3 separate regions of the Mus musculus genome follow, and regions 2 and 3 are each linked to region 1. Evidence: chromatin contacts called from public HiCAR-type and promoter capture Hi-C data. All regions are on one chromosome and are shown on one strand. The core of a region is the stretch at or near the end of the contact, and the rest is flanking DNA. Distances in the headings are between cores, read along the strand shown. Region 1 holds the start of Smagp (small cell adhesion glycoprotein). Region 2 holds the start of Tns2 (tensin 2). Region 3 holds the start of Soat2 (sterol O-acyltransferase 2).

Region 1 (4,965 bases), core at 834-3,333:
CAGATGTCCAGGTGACCAACAAGCACACAAGAACATGCTTGGACATCACTAGTCACTAGGGAAACAAAGTCACAACGAGACACCATCTCCCACCCACTAAGACACTAGTGCCACACTTGCCCTGAATAACACACACCTGTTAGAGAGGGTGTGGAGAAATCAGAACCTTTGTATGCTGCTGGTGGAGATATAAATAACACAGCTACTAAGAAAAACTCTATCATGGTTCTTTTCAAATATATCAATTGCTATATATTAACAACAACTCCACTTTGGGATATACATCCAGAAGAATTAAAAGTAAAAGCAAATGTCAACCAGAACAGACGGCATGGATGTCCCTTGAAGTATTGTGCTAGATGAAATAACCAGACGGGAAGGGGTAAACACTGAGCCTCACTTCACTCTTCTAGAGACTTTGTTGCAAAGCTCGCCTCCCACTCCAGAGCCTTTACCCACCAGCCTGAAGGGCTGTCCTCCGTTCCTCTTTGCCCACCACTTCTCACCAAGCAGCAGTCTGAATCACGTGCTCCACTAGTTCCAGGAGAAACTGCCTCAGATTTTGCCTTCCCCGGGTTCTCCCTCCCCGAACTTCATATCAGCAAAAAACAGTGTCCCTCAAAGTGAACGTTTGTTCTATACATAAGAAAACAAGTTAGTTCCTCCCACACCCAGGCTGGCACAAGGTGAAACCAATTAATATGTAAATATCCGTCAGCGCGCCAGAACCAGCCTGATTAGGAAAGGAAAGGTGAGACTCAATTCACCACCTGGCTCCTAGAATTTTTAAACACACCCCACATCCCTCTAGCCCAGGCTAGACTTAAATTCACTATTTAGCTGAGGATAACCTTGAGTTTCTGGTACTCCCGCCTCTACGTCCCAAGTTGCAGGGACTGCAGGCACAAGCCATCAAAATGGGTTTCATCTCAAGTTCTCTACCAATTAAGCGACATCACGAGTCCTCCCGGTTATCTTTAGAAGATTCCCTTTCTCCTTTACTTAACTACTGGGGTGAATGTAAAAATGGCTCCTTTGGGCATCAAAGAACTTCCTAAACCCAGGTGACTCGCAGTGCTTGGAATTGGTCCGGTCCAGACTTGAGAATAAAATAGCGCAAAAGGGCACACTGAAGTTGAATTCTGTTTTCTTGGAGCTTTTTCCTGCGTGAGGCCCGACAGCGGGTTGGTAGGGGTAGGGTGGGGTGGAGTGGGGTGGGGATGGGTGAGTCTTCCAGTCTACACTGAGTGAGGCCTCGCGGAATTCCAAGACCTGTTCTGGGGTGGGAATTCTTAAACAGCCCCCCTACTCCATAACTTTCATCACCTACCTTCAGGAGAAGGTGTGGCCGGTAGGTTGTTCATCGTTGCTGAGGGCAGGCTATTTCGTAGGGTCAGATCTGTGGGAAGAAGGACGGACAAGAATGAGGTGGACGGGCTCCTGAGGTCGCAGGGCTTGTAGATCCCAGGAGAGCCTCGGGCGCCAGGTTTTCCCCGAGTCCCTTCCCCTGGATATATCCACTCTCTTCCTTTCGGTTCTAATCAGCTTCCATAAACAAATCCTTCCCCCAAGAGCTGACCCTGGTCGCAGGGTCGGGGAATGGGTGGCGTTGGTGACCCTTTCCCCAGGCCTGGGAAAGTTAAGCAAGGGTCGGCCCGGTTGCGCCCATGAGCGATCCGGGTCCCTTAGCCACCTGCATTACCTGGGCTTCCAGGGCCAGGAGCCCCGCCGAGCCGTCCGCTGGGTGCGCCCCGCTCCCCGGGGATCCCGCGTGCCCCGGGCCCGCGCCCTGGCCGTCGAGTGTCCCTGCAGCCGCGCAGTACCCGTGCGGGTCAGGTCGCAGGCGCGCGGCGGCCGAGTGCGGGCTCCGGGCTTCCGCGCAGCGCGCTCACCTTTCCAGTCCGACGGGCGGGCAGGGCCGGGCGCCGCGCGTCCTTTTGAACTCGCCGGGGTGGGAGCGGCCGAGAGTCGCCGGAGCCGCGCCCGGGACCCCGCGCCGAGCGGCCGCCGAGCCCGGACCGCGGTGGGAGGGACAGGAAGGAGCTCGGGGCCGCCCTCAGCAGGTTCCCCCGGGAGGAAAGGCCACTGTCCGGAGCCGCTCCGCCCCCGTGCCGGGCTCGGCCGGGGTCGGCAGCGCCAGCTGTAGGGCGAGCGAGGGGCGTGTCCCGCGGGAGCTCAGTCACGCGTGGGCCCTCTGGAGTCCGCGACTTCGGGGCGACTTAGCCGAGCACCTCCCGGGGCCACCTGGACCTTCCGCGTGCGACCTTCCCAGGAGGCGGTGGAGCGTGGAGAGGGTAGGAGGTGTGGCTGTGGGCTGTTTAGGATTAAAAGCTCCAGCGTAAGTGCTTGCCAGCTGGGTGGCTGTGGGCACATTCCTGAACACCTCAGTAGTCGGTTTCCTCATCCCTAAAATGGGGACTGAAAGTGGCAATTCCCGTAAGGCCGTTTTACAGCCTTGGTCCTAGCCCGAGGCAAGCGCCTTGATTTAAATATTCATCAGTGCTGTACTTTAGCAGCAGTTGGACTCACGTCAGTGACAGGAAATGCTCCCAAATTAACTAGAGGAACTCGTTGACTAAGAGGCAATAATTCTATATAACAGGCTCTGGAGGTGGTCCCGCTGTGTAAGCTAGCGCAGGTTACTTCTGATTCTTTGGGCAAAGCTGTGTGAACTCAGGGTTAGGGTTATTGCGGAGCTCCAATGAGTTGCCTAGAACCTCACCTAGCACATGATAATGTGCTCAAAAAACACTGGCCAGGTTACCTGGGTAGCTCACTGAGGGTCGGACCTGACCAACCACACTTGGCTTTCATGTCTTTTTTTTTTTTTTTCTTTAAAATATAACCTTTAAAAGTTGCTTTGGGGGGCGGGGGAGGGGGGGAGAGGGGTTAGCTGGAGAAAGGCTCCCAGTAGTTCACAACGTCCTGTGATTCAGTTTCAGGAGATCTTGATGCCCTCTTCTGGCCTCCACCGGCACCGGCAGGCTCACTTAAAACTTTGCTGGGGCTGATGAGAAAGCTTAGTCAGTGAAGATACCTAACTGCCTTGTAAAGCTAACAACTGAGTTTCCCAGAAACCACAAGCTGGCCTCAGGTTAGGACCCACTGCCTCAGCTTTGGTATTGCTGGCACGACAGGTTGGCACATGACACCCAGTCTATACCCAGACGCAGCCTGTCAACACTGTCCAGAGTCTGGGGAGCAGGGACTCAGGATGCGTCTGTGTCAGACCTCCATAAGGAGTCAAGTGAATCGATGATGGACACGGTCTCACATGGACAGCCAGTCTTCTCCAAGAGTGAAACTTAAGCCTCGGAAACTGAAGCAGCCATGCTTTTGTCAACAGACCTCTAGGGACCTCAGGGCAGACAAGAGACAGGTGACATTTATCTTCGCCTGGCTTTATTGGCTTCCTTGTGCTTCTACTGGGGTGGCCGTGTTCTGTGTCCTTGCCTTTTTCCTGGATGATGTCTGGGCCAACTGTTCAGTTCCCGGCTGAGACTGTCCACACTACCCAAGCATGTGGGCCCTTTCCTTCCCCCTTGGATGCTTCCTTGGGATCGCAGTAAAGTACCATGTTCACAGCGTAGTGCATTTTCCACTCTAGCTGTGCCTCTGTTGTAGCAGTTACTGACTTACCCCCCACCCCCATCAGACAGGAAGTCCTACAACTTGGACATGGCCTACTCCCCCAAAGAGTTCCCATTTTATTGGGGGGGGGAGAGACAAAGACAAAGCAAACCCCATAAGCAAAAGGCTTGAACTGGGTTTCTCCAGACTTTTTTTTTAAAGACAGCAGCACCTGTATCACATAGCAAAAGCTGACCTTGAAGTTCTGGTCCTCCCACCTCCGAGGACTGATCTTGGCAGGTAGGTGTCTGCCCACCTGCCTGGTTTATGTAGTGCTGGGGAATCAAATCCAGGCCTCCGAGGATGTTAGACAAGCATGCTACCAACTCAAGTGCCCGTGCAGCCTGAGGGTTTGTCAGATGGTGGACCTGGAGCAGAGGTGCCTCTATTCCCAGCCCGTTCTTACCCTTCCATGACACCCTAGTTAGCCTGGAGTAGTGATCCTGACTGCCACAGGAGGGAGTGCCTGGGGGAGAGCTAGAACGGGCAGAGCCGGCAGTGGGGTTATTTGAAAATCTCTCGGGAGGCACCCTCCCAGGACTACTGTATAGAGAGCTGTGAAGGGCAGTCTTTCAAAGTGAGAAAAAGAGGGCTTGATTTCGGAAGATGATGATTCCTAAGGGTTTGGGTACAGGAAGCTGTGCCCCGACATGGACCCTCCATCACCGTGTGTGCTTGCTTGCTTGCTTGCTTATCCCGGGCCACTGTGTGTGAACCTATATGTTCATCACAGGGTCAGGAAGGACTGTCCTCCAGAGGCCTGTGCTGGGTAGAGACAGGCTCATCTGCACTCAAAAGGGTTTGGGGAAGTATTGATCACGGAAGCATTTTCTTGATGGATGAAAAAATAACTCGGTTACCAGCCTCTCCCTGTGCTGGACAGTATACTGTACACAAAAGTAGAATGGAAAAATTACTCCCAGATATAAACACAGAACCCCAGCTCCTATGTGGACACACTTACTGGAAAATCCTGTATGTGCCTCAAATTCTGTGTCCTGCGTTAGGGGACTGTGGGCCCTCTAGAATTGGTGTTTGTAGCTCAGGACATAATTTTTTTTTTTTTTTTTTTTTTTTATAATTAATTTATTTATTATATGTAAGTACACTGTTGCTGTCTTCAGACACTCCAGAAGAGGGAGTCAGATTTTGTTACGGATGGTTGTGAGCCACCATGTGGTTGCTGGGATTTGAACTCCTTTTTTGCTGGGATTTGAACTTGACCTTCGGAAGAGCAGTCGGGTGCTCTTACCCACTGAGCCATCTCACCAGCCCCAGCTCAGGACATAATTGATGTACAATAAACAGTCCATCATAGTACTGCACTGTTGTATG
Region 2 (4,889 bases), core at 1,772-4,271, 1.5 Mb after region 1:
TGCTGTGGGTTCTCAGCTCTGAGTCATTTGAGAGAAGTGACAGAAAGCTCCAGGAAGCATTAAGACCTGGGACACCAGCAACTTTAGGTGTCTAAATCTGGTGCCCCAACCATGCCAGGCCTAGTTCGGACTTGGATGAGTATAGAGGCCTCTGCATCCACCTTCCTTTAGAAGTCTATGTGGCTCACGCGTTTCTCCCTGCCCTGTCCCTCTGGCCTCTCCTCGGGTGCCTGTGGCCCTCTGCAGACTCTCGGCCTGAGGCTTCCCGGGGCTGTCCTCCCACGTGCGATCCCACTCGGGCTCTGGCTGCCGCTCCGTCTGCGAGTCTCAGCCGGAGCCTGCCTCGGCGCGCACGGAGGACAGTGGGAGGAGAAGAGGGAGAAAGGAGGAGGCGCGGGCGGGGAGCGGGTGGAAGGTGGCGATTGGAGCCCAGGAAGAAGGAGGGAGCCGGAGGGCGGGAGGAGGCAGCCGGCGCAGGGCGCGGCGGGAGGGAGCCAGCTGAGCGCCCGTCCCGCCGCCGCTGCCGCCGCCGCCGCCTCCGCGTATCGCGGCGCGGCTAGGCGGGATGGGCTGGTCCGGGGGCGCCCCCTGCTGCTGCCCCAGTTCGCCGCGCCCCCGGCCCTCTGGGCGCCCCCCACAGGTGAGTGGCTGCGCCACGCTGGACGGGAGCGCGGGCGAGCGTCGGCCCTCTGCGTCACAGCGCGCGGTCCGAGCCAGGGACGGGCACCAGGGGGCGCGGAGCCACTGGGGGTCCGGGAGCATTGGGCGCGGCCCGTGCCCTCCCCTCCGGGTCTCGGTGAGCTAGGGGACAGTTGAAGATACTAGAGGTGACCAGGGGGCGGGGCGCGGCTGTGGACCTAGCTCAGGCCGCCACGCCTTCCTGCGTCCCACTGTGCACTACTGTTGGCTCAGGCCACTCTCTGCGTACCTCTCTAGCTCGAGCCACAAGCGCACTTTGAACACAAGATGCCCGCGGCAGCTGGCATCAATGTTGCGGCCCTGGCCTGGCAGAGTGCATGCAAACTTTTTCCTCTCTGTTTTCTCTATCTGAGACACTGAGGCAGAATGCAGACACAGATGAAGCTGATTTCTCCTTTTAACCCTTTTCTACTTCTGCCCTACCTAGATACCCCCTAGGTCCCTCTAGACACACCCTTGAATCCTACCTCCCTTCCCCTCCCTCCTTTACTGGGCCTCACTCCTCTGTGGCCCGGCTCCGGGCCTCTCATCCAACCACAGCTATTTCCAGGAAGGAGGGGTGTGTGGGTGGGTGGAGGGGTTTCTCCAAACAAACCCAAGGCTTCAGAGTGAGAGGGGGCCCGGCTGGGGAGAATCAAAAGAGCTCTGGAATATTCCAGGCAGGAGGTGGGAGGTGAGGATCTGGTAATGCTGCCATTCCTCAGGCACTGTTTGCCCTCAGCTACTTTCAGAAATACTCCACACTCCCTGCGGTGGGGACGCGCAGAGCCAACTAGACACTTAACTTTCTAGATCTAGGTGGGCAGTGTAAGTTCAGTGAGGGCAGAGGCTGTTTGGGAACCTGTTCCAGAGGAAAAGACTTTCAGTCCCACCAGAGGTTGCAGATGTAGGCCCATGTACCATAGGAGCAGAGGGGAAAAAAAATTGATCAGGGGAGGCGCTGCAGTGATCCATCTTCCCCAGCAGGGCTGGGTGCGGAATCAGGACAGCCCCGGTTGCCCACCTGGCCATCGGCCTGGAATGTCCTGGGACACAGCCAGAACTCAGGTGGGGATTGCAGAGCCAGGGGCCCTCTCCAGTTACAGCACGGTGCCCCACCCCTTGCCACTCACAGGGCCTTCTAGCCAGGGTACACTGGCAACGATGGGCTTCCTAGAGAACAGGCATGCAGCGGGAAGAGGCCTCAGACTCTTCAGTCTGACAGGTCTTCTGAAGGATCCCTGGGGAGGACTAGAGCAGCCCTTCATCTGTCAGATGGGCGTGAGGCAGAAAGAGGAGAGTCCTGTGGGACCCTGCAAGAGGTGCCAGAACTGGAGGAGTTGCACTGGGACATTCAGTAAATACCATGCAAATGAGGGTGACACGGTGTACATTCTTTCAAATGACAGCTAGCTACAGCATTCCAAAGGCTGCTGTCTAGAGCTTGGGCTGGGAACCCCCAGGCTGTTGACCCTTGTTGTAGGAAGGTTGTTCCATCCTTTCCAAGGGCCCCATACACCTCCTTCCCTTGACTCCTGGGACAGGAAGTTGGCCCTATTCCCAGGAGGGAAGCAGGAGGCCCTAGAGAGGGTGGAGTATGTGTTGGGAGGGGGCCTCCTGTCCAGTCCTCGGGTCCAGTGACAGCCACAGAGGAAGGAGAGACAGGCCAGAAGAGCCATGAAGGTAGCGCTCAGATTCTGGTGGGCGGGTGGGGTCCCCAGTAGAACCTCAGGTGCAGGATCTGGGAGCTAAGCCAGGAACTGTGGGTTGTATCTGGAGAGGAGCAGCTGGGGTGTTCAGGAGGAACCTCCAGTGCTTTGGGTTACAGCAAGATGGACCATTCCTGTAAGCCCTTAGCCCTTCCCGCTGGAACTTGGCGTTGAGGAGGGTACTATAAGATCCTTCTCCCGTCTGACAGGGAAGTTAGCCCTCATCCCTAACTTTCTTTCACCCTGAGGATGTGGAGTGCTGGGCTGTCAGGGGTACTGGTTCCCAGCAACACTCCCTTCCCACAGGAAATCCCAAGGGAGCATGAGGGTTCAGGCTAGAGACTGGCCGGGGACACAGTGTTCTCCACTGGCCCTTGAGCCCTGCCCTGAGACCTGAATTCCCACCCTGTGCCACTGGCTGATTCCAGGGCTGGATCTCAGGACTGCAGACCCCCTGCACACAGTGGCCCACTGGGTGGGAGGCAGCTCCAGAGATGGGGAGAGCCAGAGATCTTAGGCTGACACTCCCAGCAGGGTAGATCCTGGGAATCTGATCTCCTGGCCTCCCCCACATCCTCCCCCACCCCACTTCCTGGAGCAGCGACCTGCCCCCTTCCCGCCTGCACTTCCCTCCACTTCCAGGGCCAGGCTTCTCCACACACCAGCCAGACAGCCTCCCCTCCACCCAAGGGAAGCGGCTGCCTCGGCAGGCTGCTTCCAGGAAGCCCCAGGCCAGGCCCCAGCATTGTTCAGGCCCTGCAGCCAAGAGTCCAGCCAGCCAGACACCATGAAGTCCAGCGGCCCTGTGGAAAGGTTGCTCAGAGCCCTGGGGAGGAGGGACAGCAGCCGGGCCACCAGCAGGGTAGGAGTGCCCACCAGCTGGGCAAAGGTGGGGCAGGGTGGAGGTGCGGACAAGGCGGGAGGGCCAGGATTCAGGCCAGACCAGACCCTCTTCCTAGTTTCAGCCTCTTCTCCTGGCTGGCTCAGCATCCCCCTCCTCTTTCTTTCGCCTGACCCCCTGAGGTGGCTAGGGTAGGGTAGCAGTGTGATTCTAGCATCTGTTTTGACTTCTCTGTGTATTTCCTGGCTTGAGCCTGGATAGGCCCCGAGGGTTCAGCTAAGAGCTCAAGCCCTGACCTCCGGGGGAAGCTTGAGGGAAAAGGTATGGGAAGAAGGCAATGAGGGAAGGGAGGGTGCCTTCTACTGACGTCATCTGCACACGACGTCATCATCCACAAGTGCGTCCAAGTGTCCTGGTGGGTCTCGCCCCCAGTCGTTAAGGGACCAACGCTGCTCCCATGTTATTCTCCTCTTCACACTACGGTGGGCAGATCCAGGGAGAGGAGGGGACAGCGGGAGCTTGAACACACAGCGGTGAAGAATGTGCAGTGGAGTGGTGGGAGGAGTGAGGGAGATTGTCCACAGACTCTAGATAGGAGGGATGAACTGGGGTGGGAGGGGTCAGAACTGCAGTGAAAACTTGCAGTGAGTAGGGACTAAGGGGGACCTGGACAACTGGTGGCAGCCCAGCCAGCCACTGACCTCACTACCTCTGGGTGGGGAGGGGGCATCCGGAGAACCTGGCCACCCCTGTCATAACATGCAGAGGCAGCGAGGCAGCTGCCTGTGTGTCCCCACTGCTATTCCTCCTTCCGAGCGAACGTCTTAGACAATTGCTGCCTGCCGCCTCAGTGCACAGAGAGTAAACATGTTGTTCTGACCGTGGGGGAGGGGGTCATATTAGCTGCCTGGAGCTTGGGGACACTGAGAGCCAGGGGCTCAGAACTGGCTGCAGTCAGTCTGGGTATTATGTGATAGTGCTTGTGTGTCCTGGCCGTCAGCTCACAGTATACAAGCCTCTTGTGGGGAGGGCAAGATGGGAGGAGAGTCAGACCCCCCACTCTGCCAAGATTCAGAAAGCCCTCACATTGGAAGTGGGGGTGTGTGTGACAAGGACATCACATAGCTCCGCCACGTGAGAAGTCCTGAGTGAACCCTTAGGGAGGAGTTGACCCAGCCAAGGTGACGCAAGGGGTCACATTCCAAGCCCTGTAGAGGACAGGCCTCATGACTACCCTGAAACAGCTGTGGCCAAGTGTGCCTTAGAGTTCACAGACTTTTGGCTGGAAGAGAGGGAAGCAGCATCGCTCTAAGGAAAGGTCCCTGCCCAGCCTTGGAGATGAGCCCACTAGGAACACATACCCCTATTTGTCTGTCATCCCACCCGCAGCCGAGGAAAGCAGAACCACACAGCTTCCGGGAGAAGGTTTTCCGGAAGAAAACTCCAGTGTGTGCAGTGTGTAAGGTGACCATCGATGGGACCGGTGTCTCCTGCCGAGGTGAGGTGGTGCTCTTGGTGCCTGAGCCCTCCAGGCAGCACTTCTGTGTGGCTCAGGCTCTAGAGACAGGCAAATTCAGAAACAAATGCCCTCACTCTTCTTGACACCCACCTTGCCACAGCCCAGGAGATTTGTGACTCTACCACCTTCCCATCCTTACCTG
Region 3 (4,625 bases), core at 328-2,827, 1.5 Mb after region 1:
AGCCTGTGAACACAAGTTTCTAACATAAGTGATGTTGGGCTGTTGACAGAAACTGCATTTTGAAAGCTATTGCTCTGGCCTAGCAGAGTGGGCCCTATTCAGTAGGTAAAGCAACTAAGAGCTCTCAGATGCTTTCCTGCTCAAAGCCTGGACCTCACCCTGACCTGCACCTCTCTCCCCAGTGTCGTTCCTCGCAGGGGAATCGCCGTGGCCCCTGCTGGTGTGTGGATCCGATGGGCCAGCCTTTGCCAGTGTCTCCAGATGGTCAAGGAAGCACTCAGTGCTCTGCCAGGAGCAGTGGGTGAAGCCCCGAGGGAGCCTCCAGGACGCCAGCAGGAACAGGGGGCTGTCATTTGAGCTGTATGTGAAGCAATGAATAACTCTGTGCCCCAAGACCCACCTTCACGCCCCACCCCATTGTCCCTGTCACCCTTGGGCCTTTACACAGCTAGTTAGAAAGATTGCTGTTGGCTTGTGTACTAATAAAACAGTATTGGGGGGGTGTCTCTGGCTTACGTCTCTGCGTCTGTCTCATTCAGATCTGGGGCCTCGTGCTCACTGTCTCCCATTGGTCATAGTGTTTCTACCTTCCCTGCAGAGCACAGCCAGCCTCTTCCATTGCCCTTGGAATACAGTAGACTGCCACTGCCACAGGCAGCAAGCCCTTTCTTTATCCTCACCCGGATACCCACCCGGAGCTCCCTTGTGGGACTGACTGAGATCCTGGCCTCAGTCCGAGATCACAGTGATTACAATCTTGCTTCTATCACTGACCTCTGGACTGATGGAGGAGGAGGATTAATAGTTAATCCCCAGCAGGAATTTGCCAAAGTGGAACTCCCAAGGCACTCACCTGCCCTACTGCCTACCAGAAAGAAACAAATGTGCTCAGGCTCTGTATGGTTTATCCAGACTACCTCCAGACTACCTTATTTGTGCTGGCAATCACCTGATGACGTAGGGACATTTTGTCCCATAATTTTTTTTTTTTTTCAGAAGAAGCTTAAAAAGTTTGGTCCACTTTCCTGAAGTTACATAGGTAGGCAAGGCAACCCCTGGCGCTATTTACTGTTGAATAAGTGTGTGTCTGCCCTTTCTGCTTATGTGGTAACCCAAGGTGTAGGGAAGAGCTGACACTGAGGGGCCTCGACCATCACACATGACACAAATAGAGCTCCTGACAAAAATATTGTTGCACACACATGTCACTACAGGCCTCATCCTGTGCCCTCAGAAAAATGACTACAAGGTACACGAAGATGTTTCTGGTCCCTCCCTGACCTTCAGTCTTGGTAGAGAGAGCCAGGAAGAGCCAAGCTATGTGATAAGCCTCGGGGAAGCAAAGTCCCCCTCACAACCTGATGCACAGACTCACTCCCGAAAGTGAAATAGCAATAGCGTGAAGCTGATCATAGTGGTTGTGGTGAGAGAGCTGTGAAAGCCACAGGCAGGGCCAGAGTATGAGAAACACTGCCTGCAGATAACCTATCTAACCCTCAACGGGGCTCCGGAAAGGACTTTAGTCCCTGGAGTTGTCAGATCTCTGAGTGGGACACAAGCTCTGTAGGTAGATTGAGAAAGAAAGAAAGGAAGAAGACAGACAACAGCTGTGTGCTGTCCGCTCTACACTGGCACCATGCAGCCAAAGGTGCCCCAGCTTCGGAGGAGAGAAGGGCTGGGAGAGGAGCAGGAGAAGGGAGCCCGTGGAGGAGAAGGTGAGCCGCCCTCCCATCCCCCACGCTCCAGACACTCAGGCGGGCCTGAGATGGGTGTGTGTAAGAGCTAGCCGCTAAGGCCACTTCCTTTCCTCTGGCTGTTCTGGGAAGCCAGAGAAGGCAGTTTCTGCCCTTTTCCCCCCAGCACGCGGACTGGCAATGGAGAAATGTTCAGAGCGTGGTTTGGCCTTCATTAGGGGTGAATGGAGTACTTCCTTGTTTTGGGTCCCCTGTTTCCAGCAATTGCATCAGGCTCTTTCTCGCCACTGTGTGTGTCACTTCCCTGGCTAGTGGCTCTACCCACGATTCTAAATATTGACTGGGAACGGAGGCTGTGAGCACACAGAACACCTAACTCCTCCCTAGTGAGTCCCCTTTGGTTCTTCCTCCTAGGGAACGCAAGGACACACGGAACCCCAGACTTGGTGCAATGGACTCGACATATGGAGGTGAGGGATCACGGCAGTCATAAAGGACAGGCTGGGGATGTGGCTAAACTTGTAGAGTGCCAATCTACCTGATGCGCAGCACCACATAAAACTGGTGTGATGGCAACTGGTGTGATGGCAACTGGTGTGATGGCATACAGCTGTAATCCTAGCACTTGGGAAGTAGAGACCAGGTGATCCGTAGTTTGAGGTCACCCTTGGCCACACAATAACATCCAAACCAGATTGGGCTACAGAAAACCCTGTCTAAGAAATAAAAAGTAGCCAAGGCAGTTGTGGTACATGCCTTTAATCCTAGCACTTGGGAGACAGAGGCAGGCCTGGTCTACAGAGTGAGTTCCAGGACAGCCAGGGCGACACAGAGAAACCCTGTCTCAACAAACAAACAAACAAACAAACCCCCCCAATCATTATTTATCTAAGATTTATTTATTTATTTATTTATTTATTTATTTATTTATTTAATGTATATGATACACTGTAGCTGTCTTCAGACACACCAGAAGAGGGCATCAGATTCCATTACAGATGGTTGTGAGCCACTGCTGGGAATTGAACTCAGGACCTCTGGAAGAGCAGTCAGTGCTCTTAACCACTGAGCCATCTCTCTAGCCCTATTATTATTATTATTATTATTAGTAGTAGTAGTAGTAGTAGTACTGTGTCTATGTGTGTCTGTCTGTGTGTGTCTGTGCATTCCTCTGTGTGCATCTGTGTATCTCTCTGCGTGTGTGTGTGTGTGTCTGTGTGTATATGTCTGTGTGTGTCTGTATGCGTGTATCTGTCTCTGTGTGTGTCTGTATGTGTGTATCTGTCTGTGTGTGTGTATGTCTGTGTGTATCTGTGTGTCTGTATATGTCTGTGTAATTTTTAGAAGTCAGCTCTCTCCTTCCACTGTGAGTTCATGATCAAAATCAAGTCACAAGGTTTACATAGTAAATTATTTTACCCACTGGAATATCTTAGCAGCCGCAGCTTTTGTATAAATATTCAAAAACCTCACTTAAATTGTCTGGTAACATTGTTTGGATAATGCCAACCTAGATTTCTTTCCCCTATCCACAATTTTTTTTCAATTTTTATTAGATATTTTTTCATTTACATTTCAGATGCTATCCTGAAAGTCCCCTATACCCTCCCCCTGCCCTGCTCCCCCACCCACCCACTCCCACTTCTTGGCCCTGGCGTTCCCCACACACACACACTTAAGATAAATAATCTGTTAGGTTTGCTTACAACTATAAATTAAAAAGAACTGGGCTTGAGCCGGGTGTGGTGGCGCATGCCTTTAATCCCAGCACTTGGGAAGCAGAGGCAGAGGCAGGTGGATTTCTGAGTTCGAGGCCAGCCTGGTCTACAGAGTGAGTTCCAGGACAGCCAGGGCTACACAAAGAAACCCTGTCTTCAAAAACCAAAAACCAAAAAAAAAAAAAAAAAAAAAAAAAGAACTGGGCTAGCTGGGCGGTGGTGACACATGACTTTAAACCCAGGACCTGGGAGGCAGAGGCAGTCGAAAGTCTGTGAGTCTGAGGGCAGGGCTACACGAAGAAAGCCTGTCTCCAAAAACCAAAAAAACAAAAAAACAAACAAAAAAAAAAAAACAAAAAAAAACAGTGGCCTTTGGGCAAGAACCACAGCCAGCTGGTGAGATCTTCCTGCTAGTGAGGTCACAGTTCAGAGGTCAATGATTGAGGACTGGAGGCCACCTGACTAACAGCCTCTCCCCTGCTGTCATTGAGCTGGGCTCAAAATCGCCACTCTCCTGCTCAGCCTCCTGAACAGCTGGACCACAGGTGTTTGCTCCTGCTATGGCTCTTTATTCTCACTGATGCTCTAGGAAGGAGACAGAAGTTGGGGCAGCTCAGGCGCCATGCTTAGCTCCCCAGCACTTAACGTGCAAGGTTCAGAGAGAAGCTCAATAAAGTGTGAAAGAAAGGAACGGCTGACAGGAAGGACAATGGGCTCTTGCCTGGCTTTGTCCCATAGGCTGTGAAGACACAGTTTCTGGAGCAAGCACAGAGAGAGTTGGCAGAGCTGTTGGATCGGGCCCTATGGGAGGCTATGCAAGCTTACCCCAAACAAGACAGACCTCTTCCCTCCGCTGCCCCAGATTCTACAAGCAAGTGAGTGAGGGTCCCAAGACAGTGTTCCTCTAGCTGAATGCAAGGCCCCTTTGCCAGCCTTGACATGACCCTGCCTTCAGCCTCCCTTCTTCTCTCCTGATCACCCTGTCTCTCTAAACACACACAGGCACACACATGCACACACACACATACATGCAATATGTACACACATGTGGAAACACATACACAAATGCCCACAGCCACGTATGCATGCATGCACACACATGCACACGCACACACACACACACACTCGCACACATGCACACACAGGCACTCATTCACACATATGCATATACAGGCACTCATGCACGCACATGCATGCACACACACATATGCAC

What was found. Promoter capture Hi-C pulls out the DNA fragments that hold promoters and counts their contacts. HiCAR-type assays count read pairs that join an accessible place to other places.
Region 2: a contact with region 1 is called in a HiCAR-type map of astrocytes, with 4 times the contacts expected there. The contact joins the promoter of Tns2 here to the promoter of Smagp in region 1.
Region 3: a contact with region 1 is called in a promoter capture Hi-C map of liver, with 8 times the contacts expected there. The contact joins the promoter of Soat2 here to the promoter of Smagp in region 1. A contact is called at or near these places in 4 of 39 promoter capture datasets (embryonic stem cells, hippocampal neurons, liver and 1 more) and 1 of 115 datasets of contacts at active chromatin or transcription factors (embryonic stem cells).

The regions. Positions count from the first base shown.
Region 1 is chr15:100,634,857-100,639,821 of GRCm38.p6, forward strand. Smagp (small cell adhesion glycoprotein) reads right to left here and starts at 2,084. Exons shown (of 4, transcript NM_174992.4): 1 at 1,703-2,084; 2 at 1,331-1,399. The coding sequence starts at 1,364.
Region 2 is chr15:102,099,913-102,104,801 of GRCm38.p6, forward strand. It overlaps Tns2 (tensin 2), which reads left to right and starts at 3,022. Exons shown (of 29, transcript NM_153533.3): 1 at 3,022-3,249; 2 at 4,618-4,726. The coding sequence starts at 3,175.
Region 3 is chr15:102,148,998-102,153,622 of GRCm38.p6, forward strand. It overlaps Soat2 (sterol O-acyltransferase 2), which reads left to right and starts at 1,578. Exons shown (of 15, transcript NM_146064.1): 1 at 1,578-1,715; 2 at 2,109-2,164; 3 at 4,151-4,287. The coding sequence starts at 1,637. It overlaps Igfbp6 (insulin-like growth factor binding protein 6), which reads left to right. Exons shown (of 4, transcript NM_008344.3): 4 at 183-515. The coding sequence ends at 305.